Linked DNA regions of Sus scrofa: region 1 is linked to region 2. Evidence: chromatin contacts called from public HiChIP or PLAC-seq data. All regions are on one chromosome and are shown on one strand. Each heading gives the region's core, a stretch centred on a gene start, on an enhancer-like site or on the middle of the called end of the contact. The rest is flanking DNA. Distances are from core to core; before and after follow the strand shown. Region 1 overlaps C2CD3 (C2 domain-containing protein 3). Region 2 holds the start of UCP2 (uncoupling protein 2).

Evidence for each region. HiChIP or PLAC-seq counts read pairs in DNA pulled down with a chosen protein or histone mark.
Region 1: a contact with region 2 is called in an H3K27ac HiChIP or PLAC-seq map of skeletal muscle. The contact joins the enhancer-like site here to the promoter of UCP2 in region 2. A contact is called at or near these places in 2 of 5 promoter capture datasets (fetal liver and liver), 3 of 47 Hi-C or Micro-C datasets (fetal liver, liver and skeletal muscle) and 2 of 2 datasets of contacts at active chromatin or transcription factors (alveolar macrophages and skeletal muscle).

What each region holds. Positions count from the first base shown.
Region 1 is chr9:8,436,840-8,441,555 of Sscrofa11.1, reverse strand. The region is part of intron 25 of C2CD3 (C2 domain-containing protein 3); the gene reads left to right. Among named protein-coding and RNA genes, the nearest start is that of UCP3, 50 kb to the right of the region's middle. Within about 2 kb of position 3,260, at least 4 of the 83 cell types and tissues checked have an H3K27ac peak or open chromatin away from gene starts, as enhancers often do. A contact at or near this core is called in skeletal muscle, where this site is marked.
Region 2 is chr9:8,361,751-8,366,491 of Sscrofa11.1, reverse strand. It overlaps UCP2 (uncoupling protein 2), which reads left to right and starts at 1,940. Exons shown (of 8, transcript NM_214289.1): 1 at 1,940-1,984; 2 at 4,712-4,741.

The DNA of each region.
Region 1 (4,716 bases), core at 2,011-4,510, 74 kb before region 2:
GAGCTGTTTAAGAGCAAAGACTTTATCTCATTCATTCGTCATTCATTCAGCAATAAAACTTACTAGTATTTGCTGTATGCAAGCACCGTCCGTGGTACTGGGCATAAAGCAATGAACAAAACAAGCAAAAATGGTGCCCTCGAGAAGCTTGCATTCCAGTAGAAATATATTCAGCCCAGTATTCCCAGCCAGTAAGTTGTGTGTGTGTGACCCGGAGCTAGTTATTATCTCTCTGTGTCTTGACTTCCTTATGTGTAAATGGCTGTGATTAGCGGTTCAGAGACGTGCAATGGCTGCATGAGAGCCAGAAAATCCGTATTATGAGTCCAGAAGATGTCAGCGTGCATCTTTTGGTTTGACCTTCCTACTTGGCTCCTGTCAGTTCCGTGTTGCCTCTCCGTTTGTGTTGTGTATTTTTATTACTTTGGAAGAGAAACAAAACTCATGCTCACAGTAGCTGTTGTTTGTCTTTCATTCCTCTCTCTCCCCATACACGCTACCAGCAGACCTGACTGCTGGGATTATAAGCATCCACAGAGACCCTAAGGTTCTCATACATCTCATCACCTTTGTGAGTGAGAGACTCGGAAACGTTCTATCTGCGGACAAAGTCTTCTCCCCACACAGTCTCGCTTTGCTGTATTAGAGATACTGAGATCCTGTATGAGTCATAACATTGGGAAACAGGCTTTTTCCTTTTCATTGCCCTCCCTAAGCAGCCCTTTTGTGACAAGTTCATTTATAAGCACTGAACTTGTAAAAAAGAAAAATCAGTAGATAAATGAATTTTAAGGTAAGCACAAAAAAGCTTTTGCTTTTGCAAGAATTGTTCTGGTCTTTTTGTTTTTGCATTAAAAATAAAATTTAAAATTTAATTGGTAAACGTATGGGAGTCAGAAGACTGGCTTCTGCCTGCCCAGGCCAGTGACTTGCTTCGTCACTTTGGGCAAACCTACGTTTTCCTCAGCTGTGAAATGTGATGGCCTCTGCAGCTCTCCTCTTCTAAGAACGTGTCCCCACACTCTGGGAGTCAGCTATAAACTGCCAAGCCTTTGTGAAAATCGGGTAGAACCTTCCTTAATACCCGCGTCGGCTGTCTTCTGCCCTTTAACCAAGTTCTCGGTGCAGTCATCCCTTTCATGCCTCGGAAGCGTCTTCCTTGAGGAAGGAAATCAGCGCTTCCCTAGTGCAAAGCTACGTGCAGAGGATTCATAGACAGCCCTGAACTAGGAGCTCTGCCCTCGACAAAAGTTAAACCTGAGGCAGCATACTCCCCACTGTGGTCCTGGTTCTGAAATACAAGCATTTGTTGGATACTTTTGTTAGGAAAAGCTCTGAGAAACCTTCAAAAATCAGCTTGTTGAGCACTCATAAGGTTTGTGTACTTATCTCTAGCCCTGTCTGACAGCGAGGCAGTCAGTGAACAGAGAGGTGGTGTGATTTGAGGTCTGGTCTAAGTTATAGGCAGTGAAAACCAAAGCCACCCTCAGTGTCATCAGCCTTCAGAGGCTCTCTTTCCCTGGCCCAAGTAGGCTTAGGGGGTCCTTCTGGGTTCCCCTTATAGTCTTTATCTTATCTTTAGCTTATCGTATTTATAGTATTTATTTAACTCTGCCTCCAGATCAAGAATCAGATCTGACTCATCTGTGCCTGTGTGACAGAGCAGGTTTCAGTTAATGTTAGCTTAACAAAGTGAACTGGGCTTTTAGTAACAAACGCATTTGGGTATCGCTTGAGGGCAAGTTTCATCCATTTGCCCGAGACGGAGGGAGGGCTGTGCCCTTCAGCAGATAGAATTAATTAGGACTGTTGCAGTGGACTGTCCCCGGAGAAGGAATTGGGAAACCTGGCTGCGTCTTGCAGTTGCTAGTTTACCAGACGTGTGATGAGCAAGCCAAAGAGCAGTCTCTCCTTCATTGGTTTTGTTTTATTTTGTTTCCACTATAGCTGGTTTACAGTGTTCTGTCAATTTTCTACTGTACAGCATGGTGACCCAGTCTCACATACACATTCTTTTTTTCTCACATGATCCTGCTCCATCACAAGTGACCAGACATAGTTCCCAGCGCTAGACAGCAGGATCCCATTGCTTATCTGCTCCAAAGGCAATAGTCTGCATCTACTGAGCCCAGATTCCCAGTCCCTCCCACTCCCTCCCCCTCCCCTGGGCAACCACAAGTCTGTTCTCCAAGTCCATGATTTTCTCTTCTGCGGAAAGATTCGTTTGTGCTATATATTAGATTCCAGATATAAGTGATCTCATATGGTATTTGTCTTTCTCTTTTTGACTAATTTCATTTAATATGAGGGTTGCCTCATTTGTAAAATAGAGATCATGACGCCTTTCTTGTGTGATTATCAGGGGTGTTAACAAGCACAGGTTTAGTATATTAAAAAAAAAGTTTGTGAACTGTATAAAGTGTCAAAAATAAGGGTTATTTTAATCTCATTGAAACAAATATACCATTCTTTTTTTTTTTTTTTTTTTTTGTCTTTTTGCCTTTTTAGGGCCATACTCACGGCGTATGGAGGTTCCCAGGCTAGGGGGCCAATCAGAGCTGTAGTCGCTGGCCTATGCCACAGTCAGAACCACACGGGATCTGAGCCATGTCTGCGACCTATGCCACAGCTCACAGCAACACTGGATCCTTAACCCACTGAGCAAGGCCAGGGATCAAACCCACAACCTCATGGTTCCTAGTCAGATTCGTTTCTGCTGGGCCATGACAGGAACTCCCCATACCATTCTTAATGCTACTACTTTTCATACTTACATAAAACACAGGAAATTCAGTGAAAACACTTAAGATGGAAAAGCTGATTCATCCCAAGTCCTCCTAACTGCTCTGTTGGCTCCAGGCCTGTAGGAGGTCCAGCGCCTTCATCTGGGCGGCCTCCAGAAGGGTTTCAGAGCTTGACCTTTTCCAGAAATGCAAACAGACCCAGCTGAACTTCCATCCCCAGGGGAGAGCCAAGGGAACCTGACAGACCTGCTCTCCTAAGCTGCTGTCTTTATCACCTGCCTGTTTGGCTGAAAGGAGTATTTCTGATTCAAAACTGAATACGGAACAATTTTTTTCCAAAGTAAAAATAGTACTTCTATTTCAAGGTCTTTAGCATATAGCAACCTCCAAAATAACAAACCTTAAAAGCAGGGGTTGGGGTGTGAGCGAGATCTGAGCAGTGTTAGTACGTATCTAGAGTCATAGGGGTTTATCATGGGAAGAAATTTGAGAGCACATGTTTCTGGTGAAGGAACTCGATGCCCAGAGAGCCAGAACGAGGTCCCCGGTGTCACACTAAATCAGTGACAGAGAACGCCAGAAGCAGGGGTCGCGTCTCAGAACTAGAGTTGGTCCTCTGCCGAGCGCTCAGCCTTCCTGAGCAGCTGCCGTGTCCTCCGCTGCGCCCGCCGCACTTCCCTCCTTCCCCAGACCTGGCAAGTGTCTAGACGTCGGGCAGCGGGGAGTCTGCACACCTTGAGTAAGGGCTGTGGCTCTACTCTGTGCATTCAAGGAGCTCTCAGTTGCGTGAGGGAAAGACAGACCCACCAATGATTACGGAATAGTCTGGAAACTGCCAGCATAGAGGCAGATGATCGCTCCCAAGCTCTGAGGACTCATGCCATTTGATTAGAAGCTTGAGACCTACTCAGGAAAATGGGAGAGAGCAGGGGGACAGGGAAGGAGAGACAGGAGAAATGGCCGCTGTGTCAGGGAGAGTCCAGTTATCCGAAACAGCCCACCCCAGCCATTTTAAACAGGAAGGAGGTTAATATAGATTTTTTTTTTTTTTTGGTCTTTTTAGGGCTGTACCCATGGCATATGGAGGTCCCCAGGCTATGTAGGAGTCCAGTCGGATCTGCATCTGCAGCCTACACCACAGCTCATGGCAACACCAGATCCTTAACCCACTGAGCAAGGCCAGGGATCGAACCTGCGTCCTCATGGATACTAGTCAGGTTTGTTACTACTGAGCCACAGTAGGAACTCCGAATATAGATTATTAAAATACTTCAGATTCCTGGAAGGGCTCAAGGAATGGGCTCTAGGCTAAGCTCTCAGAAGAGAACCGGTAGATCTTTTTAGTTCAGAATACAGTGCCAGCACAGCAGTCCAGTGATCAGAAACTCTCATCATCGCTATTACCTCAGGGCCTCTGGGCACCTAGAGCAGGAAACTCCCTGTTGCCCTTGCTGGGAGCAGGAGCAGAAGGGAAAGGAGCATGTCCTCTGCCTCACGTCTGTCTGCCAGATCCGTCGTTAATGGCCTCCAGAGTCCAGCACACACGAGACGGGGAGGCGGAGTCCTGAGCCTTCCATCTCTGCAGCACAGGAATACGAGAAAGGGGCAGTGGATGCGGAGCAAGTTAGCCCATGTCCTGCTGTCAGTTTCGTGAAAATAAAACTAAGACGATAGCTCACTAGATAAAGGTACGATGAATGCTCTTTTGTATGTTTTTCACTGGTAAGGATGGTGCTGGATTGCGGATTGCCATGGCATTAACGCTTCTTTGTTTACGACCACCTTATTAGAATCATTTTCTCCTGCTCTTTCAAGAATATGTTTATAAACTGGTTTCGCCACGTTGTAGCCAGTGTTTTTTGTTTTATTTTGTTCCTCCTATAGTTTTTCTCTGTATTTTAGTGCTTTTCTGATTCTGAGGCTCTTTCTGCCTCCTGGTAAAGCCTCCTGCCTCGCAGCCACCAGCACTCTC
Region 2 (4,741 bases), core at 691-3,190:
GGGGATTCAGGATCCTGGCCTGATAGTGACAGGGCACATCAAAAGAACTGAGTCCAGATGGAAGGTACACAAACGTAGGGGCCCAGCGTCTGAGGGCCAACAGAGACTATTACTCAACAGTCTATGTTCCACACGCACGCGCTTGTGCAGCCATTGGACACAATTACCGGCTGTTTACATATCTGAACCCCTATAAGACCCCTCAGCTACCTGAGACCAAACCGGGTCGGCACATCTCCCACTGGCCCTTTCTCAGGCCGGGGCTTAAGCATGCAGCAGGTCCAGGCCTTCTCCCTGCCAGCGTGCCCCCACCCCCGACCCCGCAGGTTCCCTGTAAGTGGGGGGAGGGGGAGCGTCACGCTTGGCGCCCCCTCCCCAACCCGGCCGGAAGTCGCCTGGGGGCCCTGAACTGGGCCAGGAGGCGGCGGGAAGCCCGGCTGCGCATAACTGCCTTTGGCGGTTGCCGGCCACCTGCTGCTACAGCCTAGATTGGCTCCTTCCTCCCGCCACGGGGCGACTTGAACCAATTGCCAGCGACGCCGGGCCCCGCGGGAGCCCGCTGGCGCCAGGGGAGAAAGCCTGCGGTTCGTCAAGTTGCGGTCGTGGAGTTGGGGGTCGCGGGCTGAGCCCGTGGAAGGAGTGGGTGCTCTTGCACCTGAGCCTCAGGGCGCTGCTAGAAAGAACCCTGGCAAGGGGCCGGGGGCGTATGTGGCCCTGGGCAGCCTCTGCTTCTTTCCGGGCGACAATGAGGGTGGCGGAGCTAGGAGATGACCCTACAGGGGAACCAAGGTTGGGGAGCGGGGGATCGGCTCCCGGAAGTGGGCGTGGAGGGGGGGTGTCGCGGAGAGAACCCCGGGCGGGGCGGTCTCTGCGGAAAGGCGGTGGCTCGCGGGTCGCGCCCCCGCCCCCGGAGCCCGCAGGCCCCGCCCAGGCCCTGCCCAGGCGTCTAGGTCGCGCGGCGGCTGCTGCAGGTCTCTCCGCAAGCCCCGGCCCGCCACGCCTTCGGATCGTCTTCTCTCCGCTTCGGATCGAGGGCGCTCCCTGGACTCGCCCTCTGCCCGACGACAGACAGCTGCCGGTTCTCCTGAGTTCTCCCTGCGGCCCGGTGAGCCCGGCTCCGGCCCGCCCCGGCCTTGCGCCCGCTCCACCTGCCCCACGCCCGCTACCCGCCCGCCCGCGGGGACCGCGCGCCTCGTTTAATTTCCCTCCTCGTCTCCTCTTTTGTATTTTATTTCTCGGTCTTGTTTCTTTCTCTCTTTCACCCTTTTGCTGTCTTTTCTTCTTTACCGCTCGCGTTCAAATGGCTGTCATTTAAGCCTTCACCCTAACACTGCTTCTCCTCGGCCGGGGTGAGGGGCCTTCAGCAATGACCAGAATGACCTCTCCCACCCCAGGCGGCTCCGGGCCATTCCTGGGGCAGTTGTCTGCCTGCAGGAGACTGAGCTGCTTGATGCGGCCCCTCTAACCTCCTCGCAGACCCGATCTGGGCCCTCGTTGATTCCGTCTGTCTCCGCCCCATCGCGACCCCCTCCAGCACTCAGATCCCCAGAGCCTGCTGACTGTGCTGGGCGATGCTTCTGCAGAGTACAGAGTACAGAGTCCCACTAAAGCAGGGTGTGATACCGAGGGAGCAGCAGGAGCGGGAGGGCTCTGGAATCATCCCCCTCAGCTGCCCTGTGGGAAACAGACTCTGTTCCCTGCCCTCTCACCCCCAGGCAAGGACTGAGGGGGCATGTGTGCCTTGGGCCCCGTGGCCCTTTCCTTGCTGGGCTGTGGTCGTTAAAGGCGCATTTCCTTTTCTAAACGCTCCTTTGTCCTCACCCACAGGACACATAGTATGACCATTACGTGTTTCGTCTCCCAGCCATCTTCTATGGAAAACCCAAGGGATGGGGCCATGATAGCCACTGGCAGCTTTGAGGAATGGGAGGCCTTTAGAGAAGCTTGATCTTGAAGGCCTCAGTGTGAGACCTGACGAAGCCAGGTAAGAGCCCAGTCTAACTGCGGAGTCTTTGCTGCCTCTGCCCTGTGGTCTAGGGGTGGGGTGGCAGGACGTTAACAAAACAACCAGCAGCACCGCCCCAGTAAAGTCCCTCTTAAGAGTTCGCGAAGCACTTCTGTATATCCGTGGTCTCATTCTGGCCCTCAGCCCCCCCCCCCCCCCACAAGCCAAGGATGGTAATCCCCAGAGGAGGAGATTGAGGCCCAGGTGGCCACCCTGGGAGTCTCAGCAGAGCCAGGCCAGGAACCTCTTGTTCTAACTCATGTTGCTGACTCAGGCTGACTGGCCCCGAGACTGAGATTGGTGATCAGCTGTACGTTTTTGGACTTGAAAGCAGTTAATTGCCAGGGACTGTCACATATGATTAACTTTCTGGTTAGGCCTGAGTTTAATTTCATCTTCTTACTAGTCTTTAGCACAGGCCCCTTTGCCTCTGTACCCACGGCTCTTAAGGACCTGACTTGGGCAAACGCAAGGCAACATACAAAATGGCAACTTAAGCCTCTGTGCACTTGTCTCTGAGGTGAGCGGGGGGCTAGGTCTTATTTATCTCTGGCCCTCCCAACTCTGCAACCCAGATCAAGGTCAGGAAATGATTAACTCATTCGTCATGTCTCTGATGCCCAGAGAAGGGATGCCATCTGCCTGAACCTTCTCAGGACTGTCACATTGTCACGAGAGGACTTGGGTGTTGGCCTTGCTCCTGAAAGGCCCTGCCTGTGCCTGGGGCTAAGAAAACAGCAGGAAAGAAAGGAGTGGGCACCAGGGCAAAGCAGATAGCATGGGCTTTGGCGCCTGCAGACAGGGCTTAGGAAGTTCCTTCACCCGTAAAGTGGAAGCAGGAGCAGCCCCTCACAGGGCTGCTCTGAGGAGTAAGGATGCCAGGCAGAGGGCGACAAAAGGTGTGAGCACCCCTGGGTTAGGGGGATGTCAGGGCAAGGAAACGGGGGATTCTGGAACACCGTCACAACCCCTTCTGCCACCTAAGTGCCAGCCTTCACTGAGCCTCATGTGCGCCAAGCTCCAGGGAAACAGGAAGAAAGGCAGCAGCTGAGTGGGGAGTAGCCTCTGGGTCCCGGCCACCCAGGGTGAGAAGCGCAGGAGGAAGCAGCCCCGTGCGCTCTGTTTCCCTGGGTCCGTTTTCGCAGCTGACTCTCCGCTCATCATTCTCTGGCTCTTTCTCCTGGCCCCGCAACAGGGGCAGCCAGTCAGGCAGGGCTCAGAGCCGCCCCGCCCGCGCTGGCAAAGAAGTAAACTCGGGGCCAAGAAGCAGGTCGTCTTCCCCACTGGGGTGCGCGCTCGGCTTCCTTCCTCCCAGGGCAGGGAGGAGACGGTGTCGTTGCAGTTCTGAGAACAAAATGGAGCTTTTGGTTTCCTTTGTCACTTCGCTGCTGTGACCTGCACTTCCCCACCCCCGCCTCTCTTGAAGCCGTGGCCCTTATGCGGGAGAAGAGAACACTGGGCAGAGAGGGGTCAGTTTTATGGGCCAGAGGAGAGAGCAGTGCCTTTGCACTTCCTCTCAGCCCTGAGCATTGCTCAGCATCCTTCGCGGCCTAAGTTCTTTCTGATTACTCACCAGAGTTGGTTGCTCCCTCCTCTGCCTTTTTTTTTTTTTTTTTTTTTTTTGTCTTTTTGCTATTTCTTTGGGCCGCTCTCGCGGCATATGGAGGTTCCCAGGCTAGGGGTCGAATCGGAGCTGTAGCCACTGGCCTACGCCAGAGCCACAGCAACGCAGGATCCGAGCCGCGTCTGCAACCTACACCACAGCTCACGGCAACGCCGGATCGTTAACCCACTGAGCAAGGGCAGGGACCGAACCCGCACCCTCATGGTTCCTAATCGGATTCGTTAACCACTGCGCCATGACGGGAACTCCTTTTTTTTTTTTTTCTTCTCTGCCTTTTTTTTGTTTGTTTGGCCACGTCCATCCGTCCATCCGTGGCATGCAGAAATTCCGGAGCCAGGGATCAAACCTGAGCCACAGCAGGGACCATGCAGAGTCCTTAACTGCTAAGCCACCAGGGAACTCCCCAACTTTGCATTTTGAGAGTATGTTTTACAAACACCAAATCTAGCTTGAATCACCTGCCCAACCCCGTGCCAGACCATAAAGCCCCCTCCAGGATAGATACTGTCTCCTGCACCTCAGTGAACCAGCACTAGGGAGCCCAAGCTGTGTAGGGGCTGGTGGGGATACAACTGGACTGCATCAAAGGGGCTGAACTGATCTTGTTCATTGTCTTCTAAGATCTACACAGTTCCAGGCCCATCGGAACCTCTCCTGCTTCAGAAATTCAGGGCCCGTGGGTGTGTGGCTGTCAGGTCTTAATCTAGCTGAAGCCTTCTCCCGTTTCTGCCTGCCCTGTGGACCAATTTGCAGAATCAGGAATGCGGGCATCCGTGAACTTTGCATCCAGTAGACAAAGGGCTGGGCCGGGCCTGTTGGCGAGGCAGCACTAGGAGAGCTGTGACCCAGACACTCCCTGTGGTGAAAGGGAGGGAGCTCTTCACAGAATGTGGACTCAGAAGCAGGAACTGCGTCTCCAGCCCCAGCTGAGAACCCGTGGAGCTCACTGCGCCTGGCCCTTGAGGGGCTGCTCTGAGCCCTTGCTGGGGGAGGCGATGCTGCTGGGCAGGGCCTGGTGGGGTAGTGGGGACGGAGGGTCTCGCGGTTCGGCGGCTGATGGACCTTCTCTCGCCCTGGCTTAGATTCCGGCAGAGTTCCTCTATCTCGTCTTG